Regions from separate parts of the Mus musculus genome. Here region 1 is linked to region 2. The links are chromatin contacts, called in public Hi-C maps. All regions are on one chromosome and are shown on one strand. The core of a region is the stretch at or near the end of the contact, and the rest is flanking DNA. Distances in the headings are between cores, read along the strand shown. Region 1 has its middle 5.7 kb from the start of Gm41303. Region 2 overlaps Gm41302 (a long non-coding RNA gene).

Region 1 (3,873 bases), core at 726-3,225, 69 kb after region 2:
AGAGAGTACTGTCCTGGAAAGTTACCTCTATAGTCCTCCAAGCAGACAGAAGCAGAAGGGATTTAGTTAAGCTGTAAGCTCGAGTCTTTTGAAAGACAGAAGCTGAGAGCCAGGGAGGTGTAGGGCAACAGAGTTAAACCCCTTTCTTCAAAGACTGAGCTTTCTACCCATCGCACTTTCATGAAAGGGGACTTTTCTTCCATGCACTGTCTGAGAGGCATGCTCTCTGACCATTGCAAGGGGAGAACGGACGGAGGGGAAGCGTTGTAACATCCCCAAGGGAACAAGCACAGGAAACGACTTGCACTTAGATGCCCGCCGCTCTTGGCACATCCAGCCAAGGCACCAGGCCCTGTGAACAAACCTTGGGAACTCTGAGTGTGCTTAGTCCAACTTCTAGAGACACTGCAGTAATGACGGGCTCACGATCGATTAGCCAATTACTGACAGGACTGGCATCAACAGACCTGCTATACAGATCAATCAGGCACTCTTGGCTAGGTTTCACTGACTCCCAGAAATCTCCCTAGAGTCGGGTGGCATTCACTAAGACACAGCCTGCCCTCACTCATGACTACACAAAATCTACTTAGCTCTCTCTTATTTTTTTTTAAGGTCAACTTTCTTCTTAATAGTTATGTATTTCAATTAATTTAAGAAAAGTGGGCTCCTCAAAGCTATAAATTCATGGATAAAATTCACTCAGGAGACTTGGGAGAAACTAATAATTTTATTCAAAGATAGTCGATTCGGAGAAAAGAAGTGAGTTAATTAAAAGGAAAAAAATCAGGAGGCTGGAGAGTTGGCTGAGCAGTTGAGGAGAGGAGTTGGCTGAGCAGTTGAGGAGAGTTGGCTGAGCAGTTGAGAAGACTTACTGCTCTTGCAGAGGACCCAGGTTTGGCTCTCAGACCTCACAATCAATTGTAACTTCAGTTTTGAGACAAGGTCTCTCTATGTAGCCCTGGCTGTCCTCATTATGTAGGTCAGGCTGGCCTTGAACTCAGAGATCTACCTGCCTCTGCTTCCTGGGTGCTGGGATTAAAGATGTGAGTGACCACACCCAGCCTTAATATGGTCACTCTGTCCCTCGGCCCTGGGACCGCTCACTTCTGTGGTACAAGCCAGGAATCAATGACTTTAGCATTGCTGTCAAATGGAGCCTCCCCAACTCTGGATCAACCACGTGTCAGGGGAACAGCACTTGTCTTGAAAATTTGATAGACTCTCATGTGTGGTGCTGAAATGATGGATGAGAAAAGCCCCCCACTGTGAATGGCATGGTAGTGTGTCACCTATCGGAGCCCAGGCTTTATCTGAGAGTTGGCAGATTGGACAGGGACCAGTCAACACTTGCTCTCCACCGCCGCTGTTCTGACATGTTTACCGTGAACAAATACATTCTGTTTTTATAGGGCAAATAATATCCTTGAAAGGGCACTTTAGGTTTCTCATTGTCCAATTTAAACTAGTCCCAATCCCTCAGTTTAGGATGTTCTTGTTTTTATTTAAAATGACCCATTGAATCTTCAAACTCCAGAATAGGATAATGATTTAAGGTAGGGTTTTCTGTTGAGTTATTCCTCGGCTGTTTTTCTTCTTCATACCACCCCCACCTTGAAGATTTTTATCTGGGACCTTTGCAGCCAACTAGCACAGGCTTTGCCCCACCTCTGCAGGGAATCAAGCACTAATCCTCAGATTAGAAGTGGGCACCAGACCCAAGCTGGGCCTGAACTCCTAAGCCCACTCTGTAGCCGACTGTGGATAATCTGTCTACCTCTCACTAGTCCCAAATTGAGAGATGTGTGAAAAAACTTTATCTGAGACACTGTCAAAGGAATATTCCATAACAAATTGGAGCAGCTTAACTGGGCCTGGGAGGAATGCCACGTGACTCTACAAGTTACAGGCAGTCCTCTAGGCGGGCTTTCAAACTTCCCGGGGAACACTGTGTCCTTGTAAGATGACTCACCTTCCCCTGCAGTAGGTGTGGCTGCAGCTTCCCACAGTTACCTCAGAAAGACAGTTTTGTCAGAGGCCATGACAATGTAGCAGGTAAGAATTTGTTAAGTATTCAAACTGGGGTTGTGGCCGGCAGTAAAGGAACCCAAGGCTTCACACTCTGGAGAAAGATCTAGGCGTTCCCCTATCTAGCCCAGCACTGGCTTCTGCTGTCTCCACACTCCTGATCCACGTTCACACTAGAGACTGACTCCCGGGTGGAGGGCCAGCTCTTGGCTGTCCTGTGATCCTGGCTGGCTCTCCCTCCAATGGCTTTCTGTCCCCACCCCCTTCACTTGTCTGCTCTCTCCATCCCCATGGCCTGAGCATCTTCCTCCCACTTTGCACTCACCTGGGAAGCATGTCTGCTTTAGTGCTAGCTCAGGAATTTCATAGAACCACAAGGAGACAGTGGCTTCAAGTGTCAATCCTATCTACCTCTCTGAAGGGCAGTGTCCTTGGGTAAATAGGGGGCCTTCCTCAAGGAAAAGCACTTTGTGAGGAAGTAGAGGTGCTGATGTAGCTATTGGACATTCTCTTTTTATTTGTTTGTTTTTGTTTTTTTTTTTTTTAGGTTTTTAAAGACAGGGTTTCTCTGTGCAGGCCTGGCTGTCCCAGAACTTGCTCTGTAGACCATCCTGATCTTGAACTCAGGGATTCACCTGCCTCTGCTCTCTGAGCACTGGGATTAAAGCTGTGCCACATCCACCCAGCTGAGTCTTTCTCTCTTTCTTTCTTTCTTTCTTTCTTTCTTTCTTTCTTTCTTTCTTTCTTTCTTCCTTCCTTCCTTCCTTCCTTTCTTTCTTTCTCTCTCTCCCTCTCTCTCTCTCTCTCTCTTTCTTTCTTTCTTTCTCTCTCTCTCTCTCTTTCTTTCTTTCTTTCTTTTTAAAGATTTATTTATTATATGTAAGTACACTGTAGCTGTCTTCAGACACACCAGAGGAGGGCATCTGACCTCATTATGGGTGGTTGTGAGCCACCATGTGGTTGCTGGGATTTGAACTCAGGACCTCCAGAAGAGGAGTCAGTGCTCTTAACAGCTGAGCCACCTCTCCAGCCCTCTTTTGAAAATGGAATGAAACAATGTGTGATGGTTCACTTCTGTAGCTCAAAACTTGTGAGGTAGAACTAGGAAGATTGTGAGTTTAAGGGCAGCCTGGACCATGTAGCAAGAGCCTATCATAAAACAAGACATAATAAAAACAGAATAAAACAGTAGAATAAAATGGTGGAAAATGTATTTCAAAGGCAGTACTCAGTATTTAAGAATGTATCCTTCCCTGGGCAGTGGTGTCCCGTCCTTCAATTCCAGCACATGGGAGGCAGAGGCAGGCAAGAACAGAACTCTGTATGCATAATGAGTTCCTGGACAGCCAGACAAACAAACAAACTGAAGGAGTTAGAAGTCTGTGACTCTTGACCAGTTGACACCTGCTAGCTAGGCAGCAAACCAGGTGCCAGCATCTGCCTGGACTGGATCAGGGTCCCCAGCACAGTCCATTCACAGCCAAAAGCCTTGGTGTGGTGCAGCTTAGCCCCTGAGCCAGAAGTGCATCTGTTAGAAGAGCCAAGGCACCTTGAAAGAGTTACCTCTGGGACTGGACCTGAGTGATTGTGCAGACTTGCTTACTGATAGCCATTTGCAGACAAATAGAGCTATGGAGTGGGGACAGAAAAGGAGGAGACTGAGCTATGAAGTGAAGTCTTTAATACAGAAGAACATATTGGGGAGCTGTCTGGGCTCCTGCCCTCGAGGCTGACTCGAGGTATCCCATGAATGTGGGTACTCTGAGTAAACCTCACTGTTCAGGAATAACTTAAGTGAGTTTAGAATCACCATGGCATCTAGAAGAAAGATAGTCTGTATAGAAA
Region 2 (4,485 bases), core at 168-2,667:
ATCCAGGAGGCAGAGGTTGGTGGATCTCTGTGAGTTTGAGGCCAGCCTGGTGAGTTTTAGGACAGCCAGAACTACATAGAGAGATCATCAAAAAAAAAAAAAAAAAAATTCACTATTTTAAAACCCATTTCACTGTTAAGTAATTAAAAGTCTAATTCCAAAATCTGTTGATTTCTACTGTTTTTGTTTTGCTTTGGTAGACTAGATCTCTTCTTCCTCTTCTTCTTCCTCCTCTCCTCCTTTTTTGTTTTTTTGTTTTTTGTTTGTTTGTTTGTTTGTTTTGGTTTGGTTTGGTTTTGGTTTTTTGGGTTTTTTTGAGAGAGGTTTTTTCTGTGTGGTCCTGGCTGTCTTGAAACTCACTCTGTAGACCAGGCTGACCTCGAACTCAGAAATCCACCTGCCTCTGCCTCCCAAGTGCTGGGATTAAAGGCGTGCGCCACCACCACCTGGCTTCACTTACCTTTCAAAGTTCAATTTATTTCAATTCTAGGTTTTAAGACTGCTTAAATCTGAAGTGTCACAGATGAGAAAGTGAAAAATGCCGTTTCCCAAGGACTCTGACTTCCTAACCTTCTGACCCCCAAGACATTTATTTTCTCTACATCCTGGGGGATCAAGTTCTCAGCTCTGGTCATCTTGCTTTACAGACATAGCCATTTCCTTGTGTTTGTGTCTCTGAATCAAAAAGTAATTAACTCTAGGATCTTTATTAATAAAATAATAATTATTATTATTTTACCTTTTCTTGTATGTGCATTAGTGTTTTACCTACATGTATGACTATGTGAGAGTGTAAGATCTTGGAATTACAGACTGCAGTGAGCTACCATGTGGATGCTGGGATTTGTACCCCGATCCTCTGGAAGAGCTGCCAGTGTCCTTAACTGCTGAGCCATCTCTCTGGACCCACTCTAAGACCACCTCTGTGCCTACATTCTGTGGCTGTGGGTGGAGGGGAGAGTGAAAAATGGAGAAAGCAATCTGCTTCCAACCCCCCAACTTGGAGGCTCCTCAGCGGAGCACCAGCAGGATTCTGAGAGACTCCTCTCTGCCCACTCCACAGTTGTGGGCCACTCCTTCACTCCTCAAGTTGGAATTGGTCCTCGGCATGGCAGTTTCAAAGTATGATCACCAAGCCTTCGACTCTTTTTGTTTACCTTCTCAGTCATAAACGTTCATTCCGTTCCTTGTGTGCAACTTGTATTAAACCACACACTGATTTATTGAGCTCTCCATGGCAGAAGCTGAAGTGAAGATATAAATCGCCATGCAGTCAAGGAAACTCTCTGTAACAGAATCAGCCAGTCTGCTCCTGAGAAGCCTGGGAAATGGCCACCAACACATCCCTGTGTGCTCTTCCGCCCGCCTCCTCATACTTTCTCCTTGTTCTGATGACACACCAATTCCAGGAGCACATGCTGTCACACCCATGCATTTTCCACTGGCCTCATGAGAGGGAGCCTTAGATGAGACTTATGTGTCTCTGCAGAGAGTGGAGAACACGTGCTCCAAGTCTCGCAGGGCAGCGGGCAGAGTTCCAGTCCTGTTTCAGTTCCGTAGCACTGCCTGGGAACACAGCAGGGAAATAAGTTGTTTTGAATAATATGTTGGCTTCTAGTGCACATGCTCGTGCACACCCACACACACCCACACACCCACACACACCCACACATCCACATGCACACACACACACCACACACACACTCTCTCTCTCTCTCTCTCTCTCTCTCTCTCTCTCTCTCGAGTACACACACACACACACATGCACACACACATCACACTCTCTCGAGAGCGTGCACACCCACCCACACCCACATATGCACACCCACATATGCACACCCACACTCACCCACACATCCACATGCACATACACACACACACACACACACACATCCACATGCACACACACACCACACTCTCTCGTGCACACACACACACACACACACACACACACACACCTTTCGGGAGGAAACTCCTCCCTGATTTCAATCATACAGTGTAGTTATAGGGGCCAGTCAAGCATCCCATTTTAATGTAGCCATGACACTTTCTAAGATTGTGGGTCTCTGGGAGGTGGCAGTGGAAGTTTGCACACTCCTGTCCCAGATGGCTGGATTGGGAAAGCTGGCAGAAAGTATTCAGCAGCCATGGTGCCTACATGGAATGAGTCAGCCTTTGGAGGCAAAAGAGGAGCTTCCATATACAGAGAAGCAAGCAAGAAAGGAAGAAGGGAAGGAGGGAAGGAAGGAAGGAAGGAAGGAAGGAAGGAAGGAAGGAAGGAAAGAAGGAAGGATGGACGGAGAGAGGGAGGGAGGGAAGGAAGGAAGGAAGGAGAGAGGGAGGGAGGAAGGGAGGGAGGGAGGGAAGGAAGAAAGGAGAGAGGGGGGGGGAAGGAAGGAGAGAAGGAAGGAAATAGGGAAGGGGGAAAGAGGGAGAGAAGGTAGGAGGCAAGGTAGGAACAAAGGAAGGAGAGAAGGAAGGAAGGAAGGGAGGGAGGGAAAGAAGAGAGGGAAGGAGGGAGGGAGAGAGGGAAGGAAGGAAGAAGGGAGGGAGGAAAGGAAGGAAGGGAGGAGGGAAGGTAGCAACAAAGGAAGGAGGGAGGGAAGGTAGGAGGAAAGGAAGAAAGGAGGGAGTGAGGGAGAGAAGGAAGGAAGGGAGGGAGGAAGGAAGGAAGAAGAAACAAAGTCTGTTGTAGCCACACCCTAGCCTATCCTGTCAGTGAACTAAATACCAGTGTATAGCTGAGCTAGTTTAAACTGAGTCCCCAGTCACTCAATATTAACCTGACTAAGACCACTCTGCACACTCTGGTGCTCACACAGCTCTCTCTCTTTCAAGCAATCTGTTCAGGGAACAGTGCTACCCACAGTGGGTGGCTGTTTCCATCTCAACTAACTCAATTAAAGCAATCCCTGACCCGAGAGATGGTGCAATGCTTCAGAGTGCTCCATGCTCTTCCGGACGACCTCAGTATGGGCAGCAGCTGATGTCGTAACTCTAGCTCCAAGGGATTTGATCCCCTCTTCTGGCCATGATAGGGACTACACTCACATGCACATTCCCAAACACAGACACACAGGGGTACTCACAACTAAAAAGGAAGGAAGGAAGGAAAGAGGGAAGGAAGGAAAGAGGGAAGGAAGGAAGGAAGGAAGGAAGGAAGGAAGGAAGGAAGGAAGGAAAGAAGGAAGGAAAGGAGACTTACAAGCATGCCCAGATGTCTGTCCAAGTGATTCTGGATGTCAAGTAGCTAGCAATGGAAATTAACTGTTGCAAACAGGTGTCTTAGACTTTGCTTTATCAGCTTACAATGTTTATTTTATTTTTTATAAAGAAGGGGGTGGACAGGCAGGCAGTGGTGGCTTACACCTTTAATTCTAGCACTTGGGAGGCAGTGAAAGGCAGATCTCTTGAGTTCAAGGCCACTCTGGTCTACAGAGCAAGTTCCAGGACAGCCAAGGCTACATAAAGAAACCCTATCTCAAAAAACTAAAGGAAGGAGGAGGAGGAGGAGGAGGAGGAGGAGGAGGAGGAGGAGGAGGAGAAAACCATTTTGTAGTGACACACACCTCTGATCCCGGTACTCAGGAGGCAGAGGCAGGCAGATCTCTGTGAATTCAAGGCTAGTCCAAGCTACATAGTAATACTTGATCTCAAACAAACAAAAGTATTTTCCTTCTGTAACTAATGAGTGAACCAGGAAGTTAAACTTTTAAGTTGAGTTACTGTATTGTCTCTGGTAATAGTTCCCACAATGGTTGTACCATCCTTTCCTGATTCTCATTTCATATTGTGAATTACTTCAGATTGTGGCTGTAACTCTGTGTCTAGTCTCAGAGAGCCTCCCAATTTCTTCTTGACTTCCCTCCCCTGTGGGTGAGCAGTCTTTGATCTACCACTTGCTGCTGCTAAATGCAGGGTCTGTTGTCATTTTTTGTCTCTGTGACTCAAGAGTTCTCCTTGTATAGAATCTGTTATCTTGTCTGGTAGAGAGTAGGTCTCCCTCTGTTGAGCTTTCATACTTTCAAAAGAATTTAATTTAGATACATAGTAAATAATACACACATACACACACTCTCACAGGACACCACATCACACCACACACATGCACACAAACTACACACAGCACACACATACCACATACACACATCACACATATCACACACACACACATACCACATACACACATCACATATATCACACACACACAAACCACATCACATATATCATATACATACACCATACACATCACACACACATACACACACATCACACACACACATGCATACACACAACACACCTCACACACACACACTGCACACATGCACATACAGACTTGCATTTATAGCATATTCTTTTTCTTTCCAACTTTATTTTAACATGGTTTTTTTTTTTTTTTTTTTTTTTTTTTTTTTTTTTTTTTTTTTTGGTTTTTCGAGACAGGGTTTCTCTGTATAGTTCTGGCTGCGAGTGCTGGGATTAAAG

The links. Hi-C and Micro-C count contacts between places; a contact is called where the count stands out from the background.
Region 1: a Hi-C map of colorectal tumor organoids shows a contact between it and region 2, with 1.7 times the contacts expected there. The contact joins two enhancer-like sites. A contact is called at or near these places in 2 of 15 datasets of contacts at CTCF or cohesin (both in embryonic stem cells), 17 of 484 Hi-C or Micro-C datasets (the AML12 cell line, the NIH/3T3 cell line, colorectal tumor organoids and 9 more) and 5 of 115 datasets of contacts at active chromatin or transcription factors (embryonic limb bud, embryonic stem cells, pancreatic cancer cells and 1 more).

What each region holds. Positions count from the first base shown.
Region 1 is chr15:37,191,021-37,194,893 of GRCm38.p6, forward strand. No RefSeq gene overlaps it. Among named protein-coding and RNA genes, the nearest start is that of Gm41303, 5.7 kb to the right of the region's middle. Within about 2 kb of position 1,976, at least 43 of the 459 cell types and tissues checked have an H3K27ac peak or open chromatin away from gene starts, as enhancers often do. A contact at or near this core is called in colorectal tumor organoids, where this site is marked.
Region 2 is chr15:37,123,029-37,127,513 of GRCm38.p6, forward strand. Gm41302 (a long non-coding RNA gene) reads right to left here. Exons shown (of 3, transcript XR_875170.3): 3 at 999-1,566. Among named protein-coding and RNA genes, the nearest start is that of Gm41301, 10 kb to the right of the region's middle. Within about 2 kb of position 1,418, at least 15 of the 459 cell types and tissues checked have an H3K27ac peak or open chromatin away from gene starts, as enhancers often do. A contact at or near this core is called in colorectal tumor organoids, where this site is marked.